Regions from separate parts of the Sus scrofa genome. Here region 2 is linked to region 1. A link is a contact called in public HiChIP or PLAC-seq data. All regions are on one chromosome and are shown on one strand. Each heading gives the region's core, a stretch centred on a gene start, on an enhancer-like site or on the middle of the called end of the contact. The rest is flanking DNA. Distances are from core to core; before and after follow the strand shown.

What was found. HiChIP or PLAC-seq counts read pairs in DNA pulled down with a chosen protein or histone mark.
Region 2: an H3K27ac HiChIP or PLAC-seq map of alveolar macrophages shows a contact between it and region 1. The contact joins two enhancer-like sites. A contact is called at or near these places in 2 of 47 Hi-C or Micro-C datasets (embryonic fibroblasts and fibroblasts) and 1 of 2 datasets of contacts at active chromatin or transcription factors (alveolar macrophages).

Annotation. Positions count from the first base shown.
Region 1 is chr15:104,066,442-104,073,318 of Sscrofa11.1, reverse strand. KCTD18 (BTB/POZ domain-containing protein KCTD18) reads left to right here. Exons shown (of 7, transcript XM_003133574.5): 7 at 470-3,111. The coding sequence ends at 920. Among named protein-coding and RNA genes, the nearest start is that of KCTD18, 29 kb to the left of the region's middle. Within about 2 kb of position 4,083, at least 9 of the 83 cell types and tissues checked have an H3K27ac peak or open chromatin away from gene starts, as enhancers often do. A contact at or near this core is called in alveolar macrophages, where this site is marked.
Region 2 is chr15:104,254,156-104,261,032 of Sscrofa11.1, reverse strand. No RefSeq gene overlaps it. Among named protein-coding and RNA genes, the nearest start is that of AOX4, 72 kb to the left of the region's middle. Within about 2 kb of position 4,217, at least 7 of the 83 cell types and tissues checked have an H3K27ac peak or open chromatin away from gene starts, as enhancers often do. A contact at or near this core is called in alveolar macrophages, where this site is marked.

The DNA.
Region 1 (6,877 bases), core at 2,834-5,333:
GGGATCGAACCCACAACCTCATGGTTCCTAGTCAGATTCGTTTCCGCTGTGCCATGATGGGAACTCCAAACCCCTTTTTTTCTCAGTAAATCTCTTGAAACTGATATTCCGGGAAAAATAACTTGGAACACCCCTGGTTGTCCTCAAAATCACATCAGTATTTGGGGGAAAGGAGTGATGTGCTGTGTAATTCTGGTGTAACACTCCAAATTTTAACTCTTCATTGGTATTAACATCATATGTGTTTAAAAGAGTGTATTCAAGTTGAAATAATCATTTGTAAACCTGCTAATTTACTTATTGACGGGAGATGAGAGGCGAGGTAGGTTGACACCTCCAAGCCTCTTCACTCAAAATCTTGACAAAAACCTTTTGGGGGACCCTTTTTGTTTGAAGGTACACTTTGGAGACCCTGTCATTAGTTACTGAACCTGTAAATGCTGACAAGGACCTGCTTCTGTATTTACAGGCGACTGACAGCCTTCAATGAAGAGGAGGAAGAAGGCGAGAACTGTAAGACGGGCCCTAAACCTGTCCGATTTTTGGGTCCTTCCACCAGCACCCAAATTAAAGTCAAGAATTCCGCTTCCGTCAGGGTGTCCCCGGCCAGGGCGTCGGTGAACACGGCTGCGGGAGGAAAGGCAGCCCAGCGCTGTGCCCCGACGAGAGTCCCATCCCTGGTGGGTACCGCGGGTGCTGAGAACGGAGCTGGGCACCCACCTCCAGCTAAGGTTCTGCTCTCCGACAAGAAGGCCACCCCGCCCCGAGTGATAAAACTGAAGCGGACTCCCCTGTGTGCCACCGGGCCTTCCCCGCCCGCCTGCCCCGCGGCGAGGACCGTGGGGACCCCGGAGCCGCCCCCCAACGCCCCCGGCGCCCTGGACCTGTGGACTGAGAATGGGCAGCGGCAGACGGATTGATGGAAACAGGGCCTCAGGACATCCCGTTTGCCCTTCTGAGCTTCCAGCCCGTTTAATACAAATAAGTGCCACTCTGCTGACGCACTCGAGGTGAAAATTTAAGTTTCTGTTTAGGACGAATGGTGTGAAAAGGAATGGGTTGTGTGAAGAGGGATGAGGAGGGAGATTGCAAGTGTCTCCGTTTCCCAGCGTTTCAATTTACTTGTCGAGGGCCAGTTGCAATTTCAGGTTTTTAAATGTTTGAAAATGTTTCACTGGTATTAAGGCAACAAGACAGTCCAGCACAATCATCGCTAAGGAAGTCCACTGTGTTGCTGCAATAATTCTAGCTTTTAGGTACTTATTTAATGTTTCTCATTGCGGCCAGGGATTGGAAAGGGGGTTGGGTTTAGACCTTTCTGTCTGGCGACATGGGGAGGGTGGTGGTAGTGCTTCCCTGTGCTTTGTCACAGATGCAGGAGGTTGGAGACCACATAGGTCAAGGTGAACTCCGCCAGGATCACTCTCAGTCTCAAAAGGTAGTGTGAAAAGATAGGTAGGAAAAGCAAGACGATAATTTGAGATCACATTTTGACTCTCACTTAATCAAACCGTTTTCTCTCCTAGATTGGCTTTTCCTACACTTTTCTGTTAGCAGATTTATTTATACATCACAGGAAGATTTCTTGGGATAAGAACGATATAATGCATCTTTGGAATGAACTGCTGAAATATTTTGAGTCCGAAGAGTGAATTTTGAAAACACTTTGAAAAAGAAGTTAAAAGTTTAACTTTTTAACTAAAGCTAATGTTTGTTTTTCAGAAATGACCATTGAGTTATTCTGATTATACAGTATGATTTTTATGCATAAAATTTCCATGTAACTTGAATTTAATATTTTTAAACAGAATAGTTAATCTTCTATTTTTTCACAACTGTTCATTTGTATGTGTTTACACGTACAGGTTATGTTTTATAATTGGATCACATATTTCTACCTTCAGTGAGCAGTATGCCTGCAGTGTATTAAAAATAAGTTCATAAAGCAGGGTAGTTTTTACTCAGTGCTTACATTGGTTCGAAAGAGTAAATATACTCAAGACATTACTTTTCACAAAATACAGTAAAACGTTTCCATAAAAAGTGAAAATTTTCTGTGACTATACTTATTTCTAAGCCTTGGTGCCGTTTGGTAGTTTGAAAGCTTGTTCAGTTATATAGGTTATCTATTTCTACTTTCGCAGTTGCTTTCTTGTCTAGTTAATGTATGAAATTATTAAACCAATTTTGGATAGCTATCCAAATACCAGCAACTTTCTAAAATAAGTGGCTAGAAAAAGTGAATATTTAACTAAAGATTTATGAATGATATTCCCCTATAGAATATATAAAATATTCAGTCACCTTGAAAAATACTGTCATAAAGAATCCAGGACCTCTCCAGTGAGTTTTGAAAACTTCCATTTAGGATATTATTAGTATTGTTTGATCTACGACCTTTTTTTTTTTTTTTTTCTTTTTGCCTTTTCTAGGGCCGCTCCCGTGGCATATGGAGGTTCCCAGGGTAGGGGTCAAATTGGTGCTGTAGCCACTGGCTTATGCCAGAGCCACAGCAATGCAGGATCTGAGATGCATCTGCAACCTGCACCACAGCTTGTGGCAACACCAGATCCCTTAACCCACTGAGCAAGGCCAGGGATCGAACCTCCAACCTCATGGTTCCTAGTCGGATTCGTTAACCACAGAGCCACGACGGAAACTCCAACGACATTTTGAATTGCTGATTCATATGAGAACATATTATACTAATAGACATGTATTTTACACATAATAAACATATATCTGGAAAGGAAATATTTTGAAGATTAATCATGGATGATTCAGTCAACAGCTTGCATTTCTTTTGCACCAAGTAGTTTAAGGGACATCTATAGAGCACATTTGGCCTTTATGAGAAGAGTTTTGGGAGTAACTACGGGGCCTTGGTGCAGCTGAGGTGGAAAGGGACAAACCATCTCTTAGGGGTATCAGGAGTCAAAATCAAATTCAGAATGTTCCAGTAACCTGAACATTACTTTATTTGGGTGTGGTTCCCTCGGGGTTAGGTTCATACATTTTGCCTCATACCAGACTCTGTAAGCATTAAAGAGTTGGTAACTCATCATAACCCATTGCTCTTCCTGGAAAAATAAAAAATTTTTCAAAGGAAAATGTGCTTTATAAATAGTGATTCAGTATCCTTACTTTGGAAAAGTAGGTTTGTGTGGTTGTTGGGTCAGAGGACACAATGGAAATTCTGAGTGATGAGTGGGATATATATGTATTGCTCACATAAAAAATAGAATTGACTCTATCCTTGCAGGGAATCTGTGTTGAAAACTGCTTTGCCCTGATTAAACCTGGTTATTTATATGGTAGTGAGCCTGAGGCTGGCAGTAGGGATCTACCGAGGACTTCGTTTCATTTGTATTTTTCAATAACAAATTTTTGTTCCAGTATTGCCTTAAGTTATAGTTTATAAAGTATTGTCATCTATTTTATTTCAATGTGCTGATTTTGCATTTTAGTTTCAGAACAACGTAATGAAGGCAGTCTTTTCCAATCCTTTAAAGATCAAGAAAATGAGGTTCAGCAAAGTTAAGGCTGTGCATAAAGACCCCTCTACACACACACATTTTAGCCATATAATCTGATTTCCATAGAGTGACGCAGCATCACTGACCAAAGGAAAAGCTAGAAGGAGGAAGTAGATGTAAAAGTGTGAATTTGTTTAATATTTAAAGTTTTTGAGCAGGAAGGTATTATGGTATTAGATTACGTGTCTGTCTTCTGCTAGACAGGGACTCTGTCGCCTGGTACACAGTAGGCCTCCAGTAAATTGCTGACAGGGCCAACCCCTTGTCCCCCCAATTATTTTATAAAATGGATCTGGTTGCAGTCTTCAAGGGGTGCAGAAACTGATTTCTGACCTTGCAGGATTTATCCTGTTAGAACAAAGGAGTTGCTGGTGAAAGTTCTTTAATTCGGTCATTATTGCTAATGACCACAATTACCATTAGTAATGACCGTAACAGTTATATAACTTGTCAGGTTGTTTAGAGTAATTCAGAGACTGTGGATCATGAAACCCCAGAGAGGTCAGACACACTGCCTGACTTCTGAGAAAGGGGAAAGGCAGTCTCTTCTTGCATTACTGCTCCTGCTAGAATTGCTGATGCAATTTCCTTTTCATTCACAGACTGAATCCCATTGCTTCCTTAGCGAGTGCTCACATTGAGAAAATGGTTGATTCACTTCCCAGTCCATGGTTAAATACCATATAATTATTATCCAACTACACTTTGATTTCTAAAGAAGGAATTCATGTACAAGCATATTTGGCTGTCCCTGAGAAACTGTTTATAGAAAAATTTTATTTAAATAACATTTTGTTTTGTTTTGTTTTGGTATTTTCTGTTTTTGTTTGGTTTTGTTTCAGCCTCGGCCAGGGTGTGTGGAAGTTCCCCAGCCAGGGATGGAGCCTGTGCCACAGGAGTGACCCAAGCCATTACAGTGACAATGCTAGATAATGCTAGATCTTTAACCTGCTGCACCATGAGAGAATTTCCTCAAATAGTATTTTGAATGTGCACAAAGACTGTGGTAATAAATTGTTTCATAAAGGGGAATGTGCCAACATTTCTATGAATATGAGGTGCCTTATAAAGGATTGCCTTAGTTATTACGCCTGCAATCCCTTTGAATAGCTTTAATCTACATTAAGTGAGGATGGGGAAGCAGAAAGAACGCACTTAGTAAAATGAAAGGAAACGGCTTCTACTCCAGCAAATGGAAAGTATTTTTAAATGAGTTACATATGTGTATTCCTAAGCTAACCAGGAACTTTTTAATTATGGAAACTACTGTCATTTCCCAAATGCTGAAGACTGTCAACAAGTTGCTGATTCCTCAGCCAGTGAAGAGTGAATGAGTGATTCTATGTTTTTTTTTGGGTTTTTGTTTTTGTTTTTTGTTTTTTTTTGCTTTTTAGGGCCACACCTGTGGCATACAGAGGTTCCAGGCTAGGAGTCGAATCAGAGCTACAGCTGCCGGCCTACACCAGAGCCATAGCAACGCCAGATCCGAGCTGCGTCTGCAACCTACACCACATCTCACGGCAACACCGGATCCTTAACCCACCGTGTGAAGCCAGAGATCGAACTGGAAAACTCATGGTTTCTGCTGTGCAACGTTGGGAACTCCAAGTGATTCTTTGTTGAGGGCTGCCTGTTTCAATCAGATGAAATCAAATGCAGGATTTCAAGCCTGTTGTACAGCCAGAAAAGGAAACATCATGAATTAACTAACAGGGAAAAAAAATGTGGTTTCCAGCTGTTTTTAGAATTTCATATTCAGGGAATTTGGTTGGTGGTGCAGCCTCAGAGAGACCATTTTCACGTAGAGCCCTGTCAGCCTCATGAGCTTTGCATGGTGCACATTGTTACAGAAAAGCTAATCTTTCTTTGTTCACATGTGTTGCCTCAGACAGCCCATACACATTTCATATTCGCTAGCTAGACACGAGCTGAGGTAGGCTGGAGCTAAGACAAACAGAATTTTACAGTAACTGTCAGTCAATACTCTGTCCTACTTGTTTATTTAACAACTTTTCATTTTATAACATGGCTTCTCACACTTTCCCTTCTTTTACCCGAAAGCCCTCTACACCTTAGTAAAGTTTCGCTCAGCGACAGAGATGAATTTGGGGACCTGAAACGGAGAAGAGAAACTTGTTTTAAACAGAGAGCACTTTATAGAAAGAAAAGGTTAGCATGTTTGCTAAAGTTGGAAAAAGACGGATATTGCTGCCTTCTGAGAAGATTCTTGAATATTTGGAGCTTCTGCTTCAATCGCAGCTCTTTCAAGAACTTATCCCTTAATTTCTTGGAAAATGTGAGAGTGCAGCTTCTATGTAGATGACATGAAAGCCCGAGGGCGTCAGAAATTGTATTATTTAGACCCCAGCTGTGGGCCGGACGGTCTGGATTTGGTAATGGAGCCTGGACCAACCAGGAACTCAGCAGAGCTGGAGGAACAGGGCAGCCTGTCCTTGCTCATCCACTGTTTGTTTTCTTCCTCCAAATCCCTCGGACCCTCAAGGTCAGGGTTTTTCAACCGTGACACAGTTGACATTTTGGACTGGATAATTCTTTATTGTGCACAACTGTACTGTGCACGGCGGCATGTTGAGCCGCATCCCTGCCCCAGTTGTGACAATCAAAATGTCTCCAGACTTTTCCAAATGCCTCTTGGGGGTGGGGGGAGGTGACACAAAATCAATTACCCCTATTTGAGAACCATTGCTTTAGCCGGGTGGCTTAACCTGAGCAAAATACTTGTAACTGCCTCTCCTAATTGGGGGGTGTGGATGAGGAAGAGAACATTTTAGCTGTCAGTCATAGGCAGGAGTGGAGCCCTGGGAATTGAGAGAGAGGATGATACTAAAGGAAGTATGGCTCAGGCTTGCCAATTAAAAACTCCTAGTCTATCTCCCTTAGATTTCTGGTTTTGGTTGCCACTCTAACCAAGCAACTATCGAATAAAAACCAAGATGTATTCTTCTAAGCCCTTTATATATTAACATTATTATTATTATTTGTCTTGTTGTCTTTTTAGGGCCATACCCGCAGCATATGGAGGTTCCCAGGCTAGGGGTCCAATTGGAGCTACAGCTGCCGGCCGACACCACAGCCACGGCAATGCAGGATCCGAGCCATGTCTGCTACGGACGCCACAGCTCATGGCAATGCTGGATCTTTAACCTACTGAGCAAGGCTAGGGATCGAACCCATGTCCTCATGGATGCTAGTCGGGTTCATTAACTGCTGAGCCATGACGGGAACTCCTCATATTAACTTATTTAATACACCAACCCTAGGATGTTGGTGGATTATTATTATCACCATTTTATTTTTTTATTTTTATTTTTTGTCTTTTT
Region 2 (6,877 bases), core at 2,968-5,467, 190 kb before region 1:
ATTCAACACCTAGCCTGGGATCTTCCATATGCCTCACCTGCAGCTCTAAAAAGACCAAAAAAGAAAGAAAAGAGACCAGGCAGCACCCCTGGGACAGTGACATCTTCAGGGCAGGGAGTTTTTATCCTCCCAACTAGGCACTATTGGACCCTCCCTTGACTGCCGTACAGAGGCTGGCAACACAAAGCTGACAAGGAATCAGGGCTCAGACGTGAGTAGGGGCAGAGGAACGATGGTCTGTCCTGGGGAAGCAGCCCCCCACCCCCACCCCCTACCCGGGAAGGCCATGGATGAGGATTCTATCCTTGAAGAATTCACTGTGAGTAAAGGATTGCAGATAGAAAGACTGAGATGACCATCAGTGGCTAAAGACCCTTGCAGAGAGAGAGGCAACCGTTCCTGCTCAAGCAGCTAGAATGTGGACAGAGCAGTTTCCAGAAGAAGCCAGAAGAAATGCAAAGCCCCAGCATTCAAGAGGAGGGTTTAGAATGGGCCTCAGACACAACCCAACAATTCTTTCATGAGAGACGCGGAGAAGTAACGAGGCTTGCTCTGCTGTGCGTTATCTATATGTAGATTATATTTTAAAGTTACTATTTTATAAATATATGTGATATGGCTGCTATAATATAGAATTACCCTAAAAAGGTTGAATAAATTGTGTCATCCTCATTCATATTTATTACCAAGTCAATTGTTCTCAATAAACACATTACTTGTATTTTTAAGGCAACAAGATCCCTCTTTGGGAGCTGTTATATATGGACTTTCTGGGCTGGACGGAACCTCAGCAGACAACAGGCAGACAAAATTTGGGGCCTGGTTGGGGGGGAACCAGGAAGGCAGCCCACCCCCACCCCCCAAACCTGGTCATTTACGTGGTTTATGCCACAAAGATCTGAAATTAGGTAGTCCATCCGATTCAGCATGTGAAAAGCACAGATGGATGCGACAGAAGATACTACCTTTCCTCAGGGAAGTATCTGCACCTGGAGGGCAGGCCTAGAGAAGGCAGGGCCACTCCCTTACCTGCCGAGCCACGCCCCTGGCCTGTGGTCCAGGTGGGTTCTCAGGTGGTTCGCACCTGCATCTTCCCCTCTGGGAGGTGCGCGGAGGCATCTCCCAGGCTGTCCTGCCTGAAGTGAGCTATCTTCCTTCATATTCTGTAAACCTGGAGAAGAGCGAGGAAGCAGGGAAAGAAGGCTTGCTGGGCATATGATGCCCTCTGTCTCTTTCATAAATGTTCCATTTTTCTATTAAAGTAACACATACTGGTTGCAGACCACCCTGTAAATACAGAAAGTAGGGAAAAGAGTAAAAATCGCTTAGACTCCCTGAAAAACAGCGGAAACCATTAGAACCCTTTTTTGCTCCTCGGACAAAGTCGGTGCTCCCTCCCAGGTGCCGTGTCTCCTGCTTCTCCCCTCCAGCTCAGGCAGCAGCGCTGTTTTCCAGCCCTTGGCAGGCACCGCACCCACCCTCTTTACCTGGTTACCCCCGCTTACCCTTTGATCTGAGCTAGGAGAAGCCTTCCCTAACTCCCCCCAAAAATAGGTCATCCCGCTATCTGCTCTTCTGACACCATGCACCTCCTCTTTTTAGCACGCACGAGTTGCGGTTTTACAGTTTGTGTGATTACTTGTTTGATACTTGCCTTCAGCTTCAGACTGAGACTTTGTGAGGATGGGGGTCCATGAACCTCTAGCTTGTAAATTACTCTTCTTACCTTTCCATTCCACTTCGTATTAGAGTCATGAGTTTTTAAAAACCTGTTCTGTTCTCATTCTAGCTGCTTAAGCTAGGACGGTTGTCTCTCTCTGCGGGGATCTTTTTTAGACCATTGTATCTCAGTGTCTAGCGCAAAGCTTGCTTCTTTGTCTTACTTGCTCAAACCCTCCTCATCTTTAGGACGGAGCTTGAATTGCACAACCTTTCACTGTGGCTTCAGTAGTTCTCTCTCTCATTTCCTGCTATGGTATCCAGTTCTGTATGACTGGCACTGAATTGTTCTCTAATGGAATCATATTCCTGGGTGACACTTGAAGCAAATGCTAACCTACTTTCCTGCCTCCCTCACTTCCTCCACCCATTAAACAAATATTCCTGTGCACCTACTGCGTGCCTGGTACCATTCTCGGGGCTGAGAGCAGACAAGGTCTTCTCTAACAGGAAGTCAGCATTCTAGTAGGGGGCGAGAGGCATCACCAGATCAATGAATAAATCAGTACTGTAGTTTCAGATGTGATGAGTGCTATAAAGAACCAAAGCCAGGTAATAGGGTCAGTGTGAGCACAGAGGCTCATCAACACACCTTAGTGATCCCATCAGTGGTGGTTATAAAATGTTGCCATGCCAGGAGTCAGGCTTAGGGGGGAAAAAACCTTAACTAATGAATCACTAGCTTGTAAATGATTCTTTTCTGTCTTTCCATTCCTCCTCATATTAGAGTCATGAGTTTTTGAAAAAGAAACTATTTTTCACACTTCACAGTTGCTCATGTCTCTAAGAATTTACTGGTATCACAGGCACTGCACAAATATTTTAGATTCTGTTTCATACTTTAATTCCTTCAGCAGAGGGAGCTCATGCTTTAATTTTGAGAGGCTTGACAAAATATAAGATTCTTTAAAAAGAGCCTGCAAAGCGGGAGTTCTCTGATGGCCTAGCGGGTTGAGGCTCCTGCGTTCTCACCGCTGTGGCTCTGGTTGCTGCTGTGCGGCGTAGGTTCAATCCCTGGCCCAGGAATTCCCACATACTGCCTGTGTGGCAAAAAAGAAAAAAAAAAAAAATACAAAAAAAAACAAGAGAGAACCTGAAATAAACGTTGCAACTCTCATTTTCTTGGAGCTAAAACCATTTGATTAAATGTGTAAATAGATGGGACTGACGAATTCATTTTGGGGCAGAATTTTCTTCAGTGAGGTTCTGTTTTACTTATCAAATAGCCTACTTAGAATAGGCATCCCAGCTCCGGAGTCCAAGGATTCATCCAGAAAGAAGACAGCTGTCCAACTCGTCCACCTTTCTGTTAAATTGCACTCTGAACTTGGGACATTAATTTATTTGACTTGTTCTAACAGGACTGTGATATAACACTGAATGCATGCGCATTGAAGTTTCTGCCCTTTGAAATTATAAATCTGATATTTATTTAGACTTCAAAGAATGTTTACTACAGCATGAGCCAAGGTCAAAGGCAGAGTAAATAAAGATTGAGAGAATGAATTAATCTCTTAGATAAAGAGCTAGCACCCTGCAGTTGACTCAGCAGTTGTGAAACCACAGGAAGTCAGCAACACAAACAGATGAAGTTTCATGTGTATAAAATACAGTTTCCAGTTATCCAAAGGACTGTAAAAATGACAGAAAAAGTATATTAGGTAGAATTTCCCTTATCATACATAATTGATCAGTAATTCTACATTCTAATTCCCATTTCTACAAGATAGAAAGCAACTTTTAAAAGCGTACGATTTTCTTAACACCAAGTCAAATAGATTTGTTAATAGAAAATAGAGGGAAAATGTTCAGAAAAGCATGAAAAACATGAGATATTTATTTTACTCAGTGCTTACAACTGTATATCTAGCTTTAAAATTAATGTATGCAGTGTTTTAAATGAGCATTTACATTTATCTTTTCCTCTCTTAAAAATCCCCAAATTCTCCATTAAAAAATCGCTGTAATTCAGCTAATCAAAAAATAGTACAACTTTGAAAGCACCCCATAGATTGTAGGGGACAGTTCCACCGATGAAAAAAGAAAATATAAGTGTCAAATATGGCCCTTATTACGTTTTCAGTAGGCTTGACTTACCAGCGTACAGCCCAGTGCCTGGCACATGGTTCAGTGCGTAATAACTATAAACTTAATAGACAAATGAGTGTTTAAAAATGATTTTACTTTACACGTCCTGTTCACAGAGTGATCTAAAGAATTGAATCTAAAAGAAAGAAAGAGAAAAAAAAAATGAGTCCTCAATTGTAAAGAAAAAAAATACTTGCCTCTCCTTGTTGGATTCCTTTGGGACAGGCACCAAACTGCTTCTGCTGGTTGGAGAAGGGAAAACTGAAGGAGGACCTGGTGGCCACGGTGGCCGGTGAGGCTGCCTTGGGCTATGTAACAGAAGATGCGGTCTCTGTTCTCATCTGCTGCTGGAGGGAAGAAAGCAACTGAGCAGTCCTTGAATAATGGAGACCGTTAAAGACAGCTGAATGACTTCCTGGGCGAGTCAACAAACATTTGTTGAGCCACAGCTATGTGCAGAAAATTGAGTCTCAAGAGACCGTGTACAACCCTTACTAGGATTTTCTGAATTTTCCAAAGATCAGATGTGGTTGAACCTTACACTACAAAATATGATTTCCTCCATCCATACAATCCTGTGATTTCGTTAGTGTCAAATAGCCTTAGCTTTTTTTTTTTTTCAGTAACACCACCTGTGACATAGGACCTTGTTATAATAAATGAGAACACATCTTTGTGTTAGCACTATAAATAATTCCAAAATCCTTGCAAGAGTGATAATAATTGGATGGAAAGCTTCTTTAAACTTTGTGGCAGGCCCTAACAGGTAGGAGAATTATTAGTAGTAGGAAAAAAGCCAGCTAGATTTCATGTTGCAAATAGCACTGTGACCTAGAAGCATTTCCATAGGCCTAATAAGCTAAGTGAAATAAGACTGTGACAAATGAGACCTGTTTTCAACCACATTCTAGTGTTGGACTGAGAGACCAAATTGTTCTTTAGGAACCAGAGATATAAATTGTGTAACAAGCTGGCTATTAGTTGGGCAACAGAGTGGGTTTGAATCACCAGGGTATATATTTTGATTTGTGAGTAGGTGTCATGACACATCTTCTTTCCTTAATTTTGATTTTCCAAGGAGGAAGTGGGAACTGTGGCATCATTGCTGTCACCATTGCAGGTGTTCCCATCTTTAGGGGTCCTTAATTTTCAGTCCCAGAAGGGGAGCTTTAGGGGTCCTTAATTTTCAGTCCCAGAAGGCCATTTATGGTTCTTAAGGTGATCCAGGGAGTCTTCTCCCCCTGGAAAGCCACAAACTTCTTTTGGGGATCTTTCACCATTCTCTGCAACAGATAAATGCAGATTCAATGTCGGTGTCAATGACAAACACAGGTACTTCATTAGAGCTCCCAAACTGAACAAGATTCAGTGGAACCCACCATGAGTAACAGAACAAAGACAGAGACCTAAAGAACAGTGTCCTAATCAATTCACAATTAAATTCACTGCTTTGCATATTTATTTTTCCATCTCTTCTGGTTTTAAAAAAAGTGGATTTTAATTAAATCTTAACTTATAAATAAACAAGAATCTTAATGTGCCAGGGATGAGATTTCTCATGTCAGCTTCTCAACTGAGGAAATAATTGTTGGCTAAGTTACAAATGATGACAGAACATCAACAGAGAATTAACTGTATATGCACTGGGGTGTGTATGCTATTTATTATCAGGAAAGCTTGCAAGATGCAAAAACACTGAGACCACCAGGAGATAGGAGACTCAAGTTCTGAGTCCAGACTGGCCGATAGGGAGCAAGGTCAATTTAGGAAAACCTCAGAGCCTCTCTAGGCCTGACGTTAGCTGCAGATTAGGGAATTGAGTAGACACTTTTCTGACACTCAGAGGTCAGACTTCTGTGAGGTAAGGCTGGCTGTTTTGTTGAAATATAGTAAAACCAGAGAATGTTAGAATTTTTCAAGCCAGTAGGGACCCTGCTTTCACTGACCATCACAGTTTCCCACGCAGGAGGGAGGAGTTTCACGGCTACCATTGAAAGCTAGACTTTTCTCAGTTAGCAGAAGTAGTTAGTGCATAGCATTTCTTTAAAGTTTTTGTAGGTTTTCTCAAAAACCAATGGCACTGCAAATGATAGTTAGCAATAAGATGCAATGAATGAGAAAATAGGGTAATTTGCAAATAGTACCCCATATTTAGTTGGCTGAACTTTTTTTTTTTTTCTTTCCTTTTCTTTTTAGGGCTGCATCCATGGCTTATGGAAGTTCCCAGGCTAGGGATCAAATCAGAGCTGTAGTTGCCGGCCTACACCACAGCCTCAACAACCCGGGAACCAAGTCACTTCTGCGGCCCACACCACAACAGCTCACCGCAATGCTGGATCCTTAACCCCCTAAGCAAGGCCAGGGATTGAATCTGCATCCTCATGGATACTAGTCAGGTTTGTTTTCACTGAGCCACAACAAGAACTCCCTCTTCTCCCCAAGAGTTCCTGTCGAGGCTCAGTGGTTAACCAACCCGACTAGTATCTATGAGGACTCGGGTTCGCTCTCTGGCCTCGCTCAATGGGTTAAGGACCCAGCATTGAGGTGAGCTGTGGTGTAGGTTGCAGAAGTGGCTCAGATCCTGCGTTGCTGTGGCTGTGGTGTAGGCCGACAGCTCTGATTTGACCCCTAGCCTGGGAACCTCCAGATGCCTCAGGTGTGGCCCTAAGTAGACAAAAGACAAACACACAAACAAACACCACACACAAACAAAAAATCCCTCCTTTCTCTTCTTTTTAATTTCTGTATTCCTAGTTTTGACCAGGTACAGGGACCATATAATAAATCATATTTCCTAAGTCTAAAATTTTTGCTATTCCTTGCAGCCTAACTAAATTTGCCACTATTTTATGGAGTTTAGCAAAGAGTATGGTAGTCAAGGAAAAGTCCTTGACTTCTGATTGTTTCTTCACATGGGTGAGAACCACTGGTCTAAGTTTTATGGAAGAAAATAACAATGAGGCTCAAAGAGGGGAAGTGACCAAGCGGAGGTGACACAGACAGCTAAACGTGAACAGGACCATGAACCTGAGGGCACCAGCCTCCCTGCCCAGAGTCCTCTAAAGCTGAA